Linked DNA regions of Sus scrofa: region 2 is linked to region 1. Evidence: chromatin contacts called from public HiChIP or PLAC-seq data. All regions are on one chromosome and are shown on one strand. The core of a region is the stretch at or near the end of the contact, and the rest is flanking DNA. Distances in the headings are between cores, read along the strand shown. Region 1 overlaps TRAM2 (translocating chain-associated membrane protein 2). Region 2 overlaps LOC110261540 (a long non-coding RNA gene).

Region 1 (3,187 bases), core at 437-2,936:
CCGCTAATTTCTCTGTCCCCTCCCCCTCCTTTCCCCTTTGGTAAATGTAAGTTTTTTTCTATGTCTGTGAGTCTTTCTATTTTGTAAATGAGTTCATTTGTGTCATTTTTTTTAGGTTCCATATGTAAGTGATATATGATGTTTTTTTGTCTGACTTCTCTTAGTATGAGACTCTCTAGATGCATCCATATTGCTGCAAATCTTTGCCCATTTTCTTCTCTAGATTTTTTTTGTTTTTTGGGTTTTTGTTTTTGCTGCTGCTGTTGTTGTTAGCCTCTGGTTTTTAGGTATAGAGAATTGGGGATGCACTGGCTAAGCTCTGCCAAGGTAGGGCCATGCCCACCTCTCTCTCTGCCGTTCCCCCAGCACCCAGCATGGAGCCCTGCATGTGTTTTGCTGGTGGATGAACAAACATGCATGGAGCGCTCATCAGCAAAGGATTTGAGTCTTTGCTGATGAGATTTAAGGCTCTCGTCTTGTCTATTCGAAATCATAGTATTGGGGTGAAGAATGGAGGTGACTTGAAGAGGCTCTAAGGTGGATAATCCCAAGTCTTGACACAGGTTGTTTCACTACTTCTGGACAGTGCCTGTTTGAATATAAATCTCGTTTTGCCTCATAATGCTGGTGTTGATGGCGAAACTTGGCGTGTTTTAGCTATTTTACAGTTTCAGAAAATGCTGCCTTCTAACTCTTCTTTGATCCTCCCTTACGAAGAAGGCAGGGAAAGGGCAATGCTGGCCTCACCATGGAACGGCAGGGAGGAGAGGCTTTCCCACGTGCCCCCCACTTTCCCTGCTCCTGTGTCTCCTCTGGTCCTCAGTGCTGACCCTCCTCCCAGGTCTCAGCCCCCTCACGGGTCAGTCGCCTAGTCTCACCAGGCCTCTGTGGCTGATGCCCCCCCCCCGCCGGCTTTAATTTAGGTCCCCGTAGTTCCTACCTGCATCACTGGTATCTCCCTCCAGGCCCCATGATGTTCACTGCTGCCAGAGTAAATGTTCCAGAACCCAAATTTCATCATTTCCCTCTTGAGTTTGAGGTCTTCGATGTTTCCACGTTGCCTTCAGGATAAAGTCCACGCCCTTTCACATGCCTGCCTACAGCATTGCATCCTTTGCAGTGCATCCTTTGCTGGTGCTGTCTCCTCTGCCCAGGACCTCTTGCCCACCTGACTAACCCCTACTTGTTCCCAAGTTTCGCTATCATCCTGTTTCCCCTGATGAGCCACCCCACCTCCTCTGCCTCAGCTGGAATCAGGCCCTCCCTCGCCTAGCACGCTGTGTGGCTGCATTTACCTCTTGGTATCACAAGCCTGGCTGCCCGAATGTAGGTCATTGTACATTTGTCAGTCTCCCAGCCGGTCTGGGCTCTCTGAAGCTGGGGCAGTGTCTTTTGTCTCCATGTGTCAACAGTCCAGCCCAGTGCCTCTCACAGAGCGGGGTCTTTGAGGAAGCGAGGAGGGAGAGGAAAAAGGACAGTTTGATCTCAAGGTTCATGTGCTCCACGTCCTCCCTGCCCCTCCACCGCCACTGGCCACCAGCACAGTCTCCATCTCCAGGGTGGTGGGGTCGCGGGATGACTCCCAGCTCTCCTTCACGCTGCAGCCACCCTGAAACTCACCCACCCTGGACTGCCATCCCAGCAAAGCGAGATGACTCATGAGTGTGTGACTCAGCACGAAGGCAGCACAGCTGGAAAGGCGGCCAGGGTGTCTGCTCGGGGGAGGGTGTCCACAGAGCACCAGGGATCCAGGCCTGCATCCTGAGCTCCTGCAGCCCTGGGGCCTGCCAGCTGGAACAGAGGCATGAGGCCTCCTCTGTCCGAGGAGAGAAAGGCTGCAAGAGCAAAGCTTTGCAAGACTTGGGTATCTGGGGTTCCATCTCATTTATTACTAGTAATATTTTAATAAACTACCATATAGTGCATGCTGTACCATGGTTTAGACACTGTGATAAGTATCTTGCATACAGATTATCTCATTTAATCCTCATAGTAGCCCGACAACGAGCAGAGTAATAGCAAATACATACATAGCACTTACTTTGTATCAGTTACTATTCTAAGCCCTTTGCATTTTTTTAAGTCATCTGATTCTCACTATAACCTTACAGGACAGGAACTGCTATTCTCTTCATTTTACAGATGAGGAATCTGAGGCACAGAAAGGTCACCCGTAGAGGTGCTCCAGAGTCACATGGGAAATAAGTGACATCTTCTTTATCTATTCATCTGTCAATGGACACTTAGGTTGCTTTCATGTCTTGGCTGTTGTAAATAGTGCTGCTGTGAATATTGGGGTGTATATATCTTTTCCCATTAGAGTTTTCATCTTTTTTTTTCTGGATAAAGAAGATTGTGTGTGTCAGGGGGGTACTATGTAATGGGACATAGTAATGGAATACTACTCACCCATAAAAAAGAATGAAATAATGTCGTTTGCAGCAACATGGATGGACCTAGAGATTATCATACTGAGTGAAGTAAGACAGAAAAATATATCACTTTTATGTGAAATCTAAAAAATAATAAAATTGAATCTATTTACAAACCAGAAATAGACTCACAGACATAGAAAACAAACTTATGGTTATCAAAGGAGAAAGAGGAGGAAGGATAAATTGGGAGTATGGGATTAGCAGATATAAACTATATAAAATAAACAACAGAAATTTACTGCATAGCACAGGGAACTATATTCAATATCTTACAATAACCTATAATGGAAAATAATCTGAAAAAATATGTATATAAAACTGAATCACTTTGCTGTACACTCAAAACTAGCGCAATATTATAGATCAGCCATACCTCTTTTTTTTTAGGGGGGGGGTCTTTTTGCCCTTTCTTGGGCCATTTCCACGGCATATGGAGATTCCCAGGCTAGGGGTCGAATCAGAGCTGTAGCCACTGGCCTACACCACAGCCACAGCAACGCAGGATCCGAGCCGCGTCTGCAACCTATACCACAGCTCATGGCAACGCTGGATCCTTAACCCTCTGAGCAAGGTCAGGGATCGAACCTGCAACCTCATGGTTCCTAGTTGGATTCGTTAACTACTGAGCCAAGATGGGAACTCCTATTCCTCAAATTTTTTAAAAAGAGGGTGGAGGATACATGCCAGAGCTTTGACACAACCTCAGGCTTCTGTGTCCACACACAACGCTGTACCATGCATCCCTGATGAAG
Region 2 (3,187 bases), core at 187-2,686, 87 kb before region 1:
ATGGGCATTGTGGTCAGAAAGGCTTACATCAGCATCCCAGTTCTGCCATTTACTGGCTAGGTCACCTTAAATAAGTTACCTAATATTTTGAATCTTTTGCCAAATGGGAATAAGAGCATCATGGATGGTCACAAGGATTTAATGGTGAAGATATAAGAGTGTGGAAAGGCATTTCTTTTTTGTTTGTTTTAAAATGTAGATTTTATTTTATTTTAATATAATGATTTTTTTTCACTATAGCTGGTTTATAGTGTTCTTTCAATATTCTGCTGTGCAGCATGGTGACCCAGTTACACATACATGTATACATTCTTTTTTCTCCCATTATCACGCTCCATCATAAGTGATGAGACATAGTTCCCAGGGCTACACAGCAGGATATCATTGCTTTTCCATTCCAAAGACAATAGTCTGCATCTAGTAACCCCAAGTTCCCAATCCTTCCCACTCCCTCCCCCTCCCCCTCTCCCTTGGCAACCACAAGTCTATTCTCCAAGTCCATGAGTTTTTTTCTGTGGAAAGTTACCTTTGTGCCATATATAAAATTCCAGCTATAAATGATATCAAATGGTATTTGTCTTTCTCTTTCTGACTTACTTCACTGAGTATAAGAGTCTCTAGTTCCATCCATGTTGCTGCAAATGGCATTATTTTTTCTGTTTTATGGCTGAGTAGTATTCCATTGTGTATATATACCACATCTTCCTAATCCAATCTTCTGTCGATGGACGTTCAGGTTGTTTCCATGTCTTGGCTATTGTGAATAATGCTGCAGTGAGTATGCAGTGCATGTGTCAGAAAGGCATTTCTGAGTGAGGGACCAGCATGAGGAATGGTGTAGCAGCATGAAAGTGGTAGGACCAGTCAGAGAATGGCCAGCAGTCTAGGATGTCTGGATATTAAGATACACCAGAAACATCAAGCTGGGCAAATTGAAGGTAGTTTGTGATCCTGGAAATGCAGGATTATTAGGGAGGGAAAAGCTGAGACTTTCTGGGGCAAAGCTGGGGAGACAGAGCTGCTGTGAGGGAGGCTCGTGGTCCAAGTCATTAAGTGTGAAAGTTACAGCAAGTTCAGGCATCATTCAGACAATCATCTCCACCAGGAGGTCAAGTCTGGCCAGCAGCATTAAGGACTGTGGACCATCTGGACTAATCCCCAGCCACAACTGGAAATAGAGGGGCCTCACCCAGCCCTACAGAGGGGACCAGCAGGAATAAGGTTCAAGAGTCTAGGCTGGTTCAGTGGCTCAACATTGTCATCAAATGGCTAAACATTCTCTCTCTTTTCATTCTGATACTCTCACTGCCATTCTCAGCGTGTCTGATTTTTTTCTTGGAGTTGATGCCTGGCGAGGTACAATGGCTGACACAGCTCACAGTCCCTCAGTCAAAGCAGATGAGGGTGGCAAAAGCCACCAAGTCAGGAAGCAAAATCCTTCCCCGAGTTGCAGCAGACTTCCTCTTGTCTCTTGGCCAGAGTGGGTCATGCACCAGAGGCAGACAGTAGCCTCCAAAAATGCTCACACTCTTGGCGCCTGGAGCCTCTGAAGTTGCTACCTTACATGGCAACAGGGACCTTACAGATGTTATTAAGGGTAGACCCTAGAGATGGGGAGGCTCTCCTGGATTATCTGAGGTGTTCAGTGTAATCACATAAACCCAGCCAGTTGATGGAGATGGTGACGTGAGGGGGGAATTGTCACTGGTTCTGAAAGTGAAGGGGCTGTGCCTAAGACCTGGAGAGTGGCCACTAGATGCTAATAGAGGCCCCCAGCTGAGAGCCAGGGACCTCAGTCTTACAGCTACAAGGAAATGAATTCTATCCATTTCAGAGACAGCAAAGAAACCAATTCTCCCCTAGAAGCTCCAGAAAGGAACTCAGCCCTGCACACAACTTAGGAGACACCCAAGGAGATCTGTACATGACTTCTGACCTACGCAACCATAAGACACTAAATTTGTGTTGTTTTATGGTAAAGCTCTAGTCATTTGTTACAGCAGCGATAGTAAACCAATATACATGCCCACCCCTTAAGCCAGTAAAGGCAAAGGAAACTGAGATAACTGCTGGCTTAATCCAGTTAGGGATTTTCCCCTGGGACTGGGTGACAGGCCAAGTTCTCCAAGTGTGCTGGAAAGGGTCCATAAACTTTGGAAGGAGTACCACAGCCAGGGTGGGGATGATGTAAGCTCCAGGACAGATACGTTAGTGGTTTTCAGCCGTCTTCTGTTTCAGTTGGTCTGGTGATTAAACGTTTTAAGTTTGTTTTTTTTCTTTTTATGGCCGCACCTGTGGCATATGGAGGTTTCCAGGCTAAGGGTCAAATTGGAGCTGCACTTGATGGCCTATACCACAGCCGCAGCAACGCCCGATCCAAGCCTTGTCTGCAACCTACACCACAGCTCACAGCAATCCTGGATCCTTAACCCATTGAGTGAGGCCAGGAATCGAATCCTCATCCTCATCGAGACAACGTCAGGTCCTTAACCCACTAAGCCACAATGGGAACTCATTTTTAAACAATTTTTTTGGTCATTAGGCATTTTAAATATCACCTGTGTGCAATCGGAGGGACATAAAGGCCTCCAGAGATCACCTCCACTACACCAGGACCCAGGCCTAATTGGGAGGAAGAGACTCAGAGAATAAGCTCACAGCTTCCCAGTCTCTGGCCAGGCTTCTAGAGCACAAACCTGAAAAATGCTACTTACTTCCTCAAACCTGGGATGCCTTCAGTTGGAAGCTACATCACCATTTTACAGATCACTACAAAAGAAAAAGTGCTGGAGTTCCCGTCGTGGCTCAGTGGTTAACGTACGGAACCATGAGGCTGTATGTTCCATCCCTGGCCTTGCTCAGTGGGTTAAGGATCTGGCGTTGCCGTGAGCTGTGGTGTAGGTTGCAGACGCGGCTCGGATCCTGCATTGCTGTGGCTCTGGCGTAGGCCAGCGGCTACAGCTCCGATTGGACCCCTAGCCTGGGAACCTCCACATGTCGCCAGTGTGGCCCTAGAAAAAAGACAGAAAGCCAAAACAAACAAACAAACAAACAAACAAAACAACTTGCCATCATTTTGCATGATCAGTGTTAAATAAATAAGATATTAAAATGAAAAAAAGCACGCATCTTAGAATCAACCAAAGAGGATGCCACAAATCTATCGGTACTAAGGATTAAATCTTAA

The links. HiChIP or PLAC-seq counts read pairs in DNA pulled down with a chosen protein or histone mark.
Region 2: an H3K27ac HiChIP or PLAC-seq map of alveolar macrophages shows a contact between it and region 1. The contact joins two enhancer-like sites. A contact is called at or near these places in 4 of 47 Hi-C or Micro-C datasets (embryonic fibroblasts and liver) and 1 of 2 datasets of contacts at active chromatin or transcription factors (alveolar macrophages).

Annotation. Positions count from the first base shown.
Region 1 is chr7:46,341,855-46,345,041 of Sscrofa11.1, reverse strand. The region is part of intron 2 of TRAM2 (translocating chain-associated membrane protein 2); the gene reads left to right. Among named protein-coding and RNA genes, the nearest start is that of TRAM2, 64 kb to the left of the region's middle. Within about 2 kb of position 1,686, at least 31 of the 83 cell types and tissues checked have an H3K27ac peak or open chromatin away from gene starts, as enhancers often do. A contact at or near this core is called in alveolar macrophages, where this site is marked.
Region 2 is chr7:46,429,015-46,432,201 of Sscrofa11.1, reverse strand. All of the region lies in intron 2 of LOC110261540 (a long non-coding RNA gene), which reads left to right. Among named protein-coding and RNA genes, the nearest start is that of TRAM2, 24 kb to the right of the region's middle. Within about 2 kb of position 1,436, at least 9 of the 83 cell types and tissues checked have an H3K27ac peak or open chromatin away from gene starts, as enhancers often do. A contact at or near this core is called in alveolar macrophages, where this site is marked.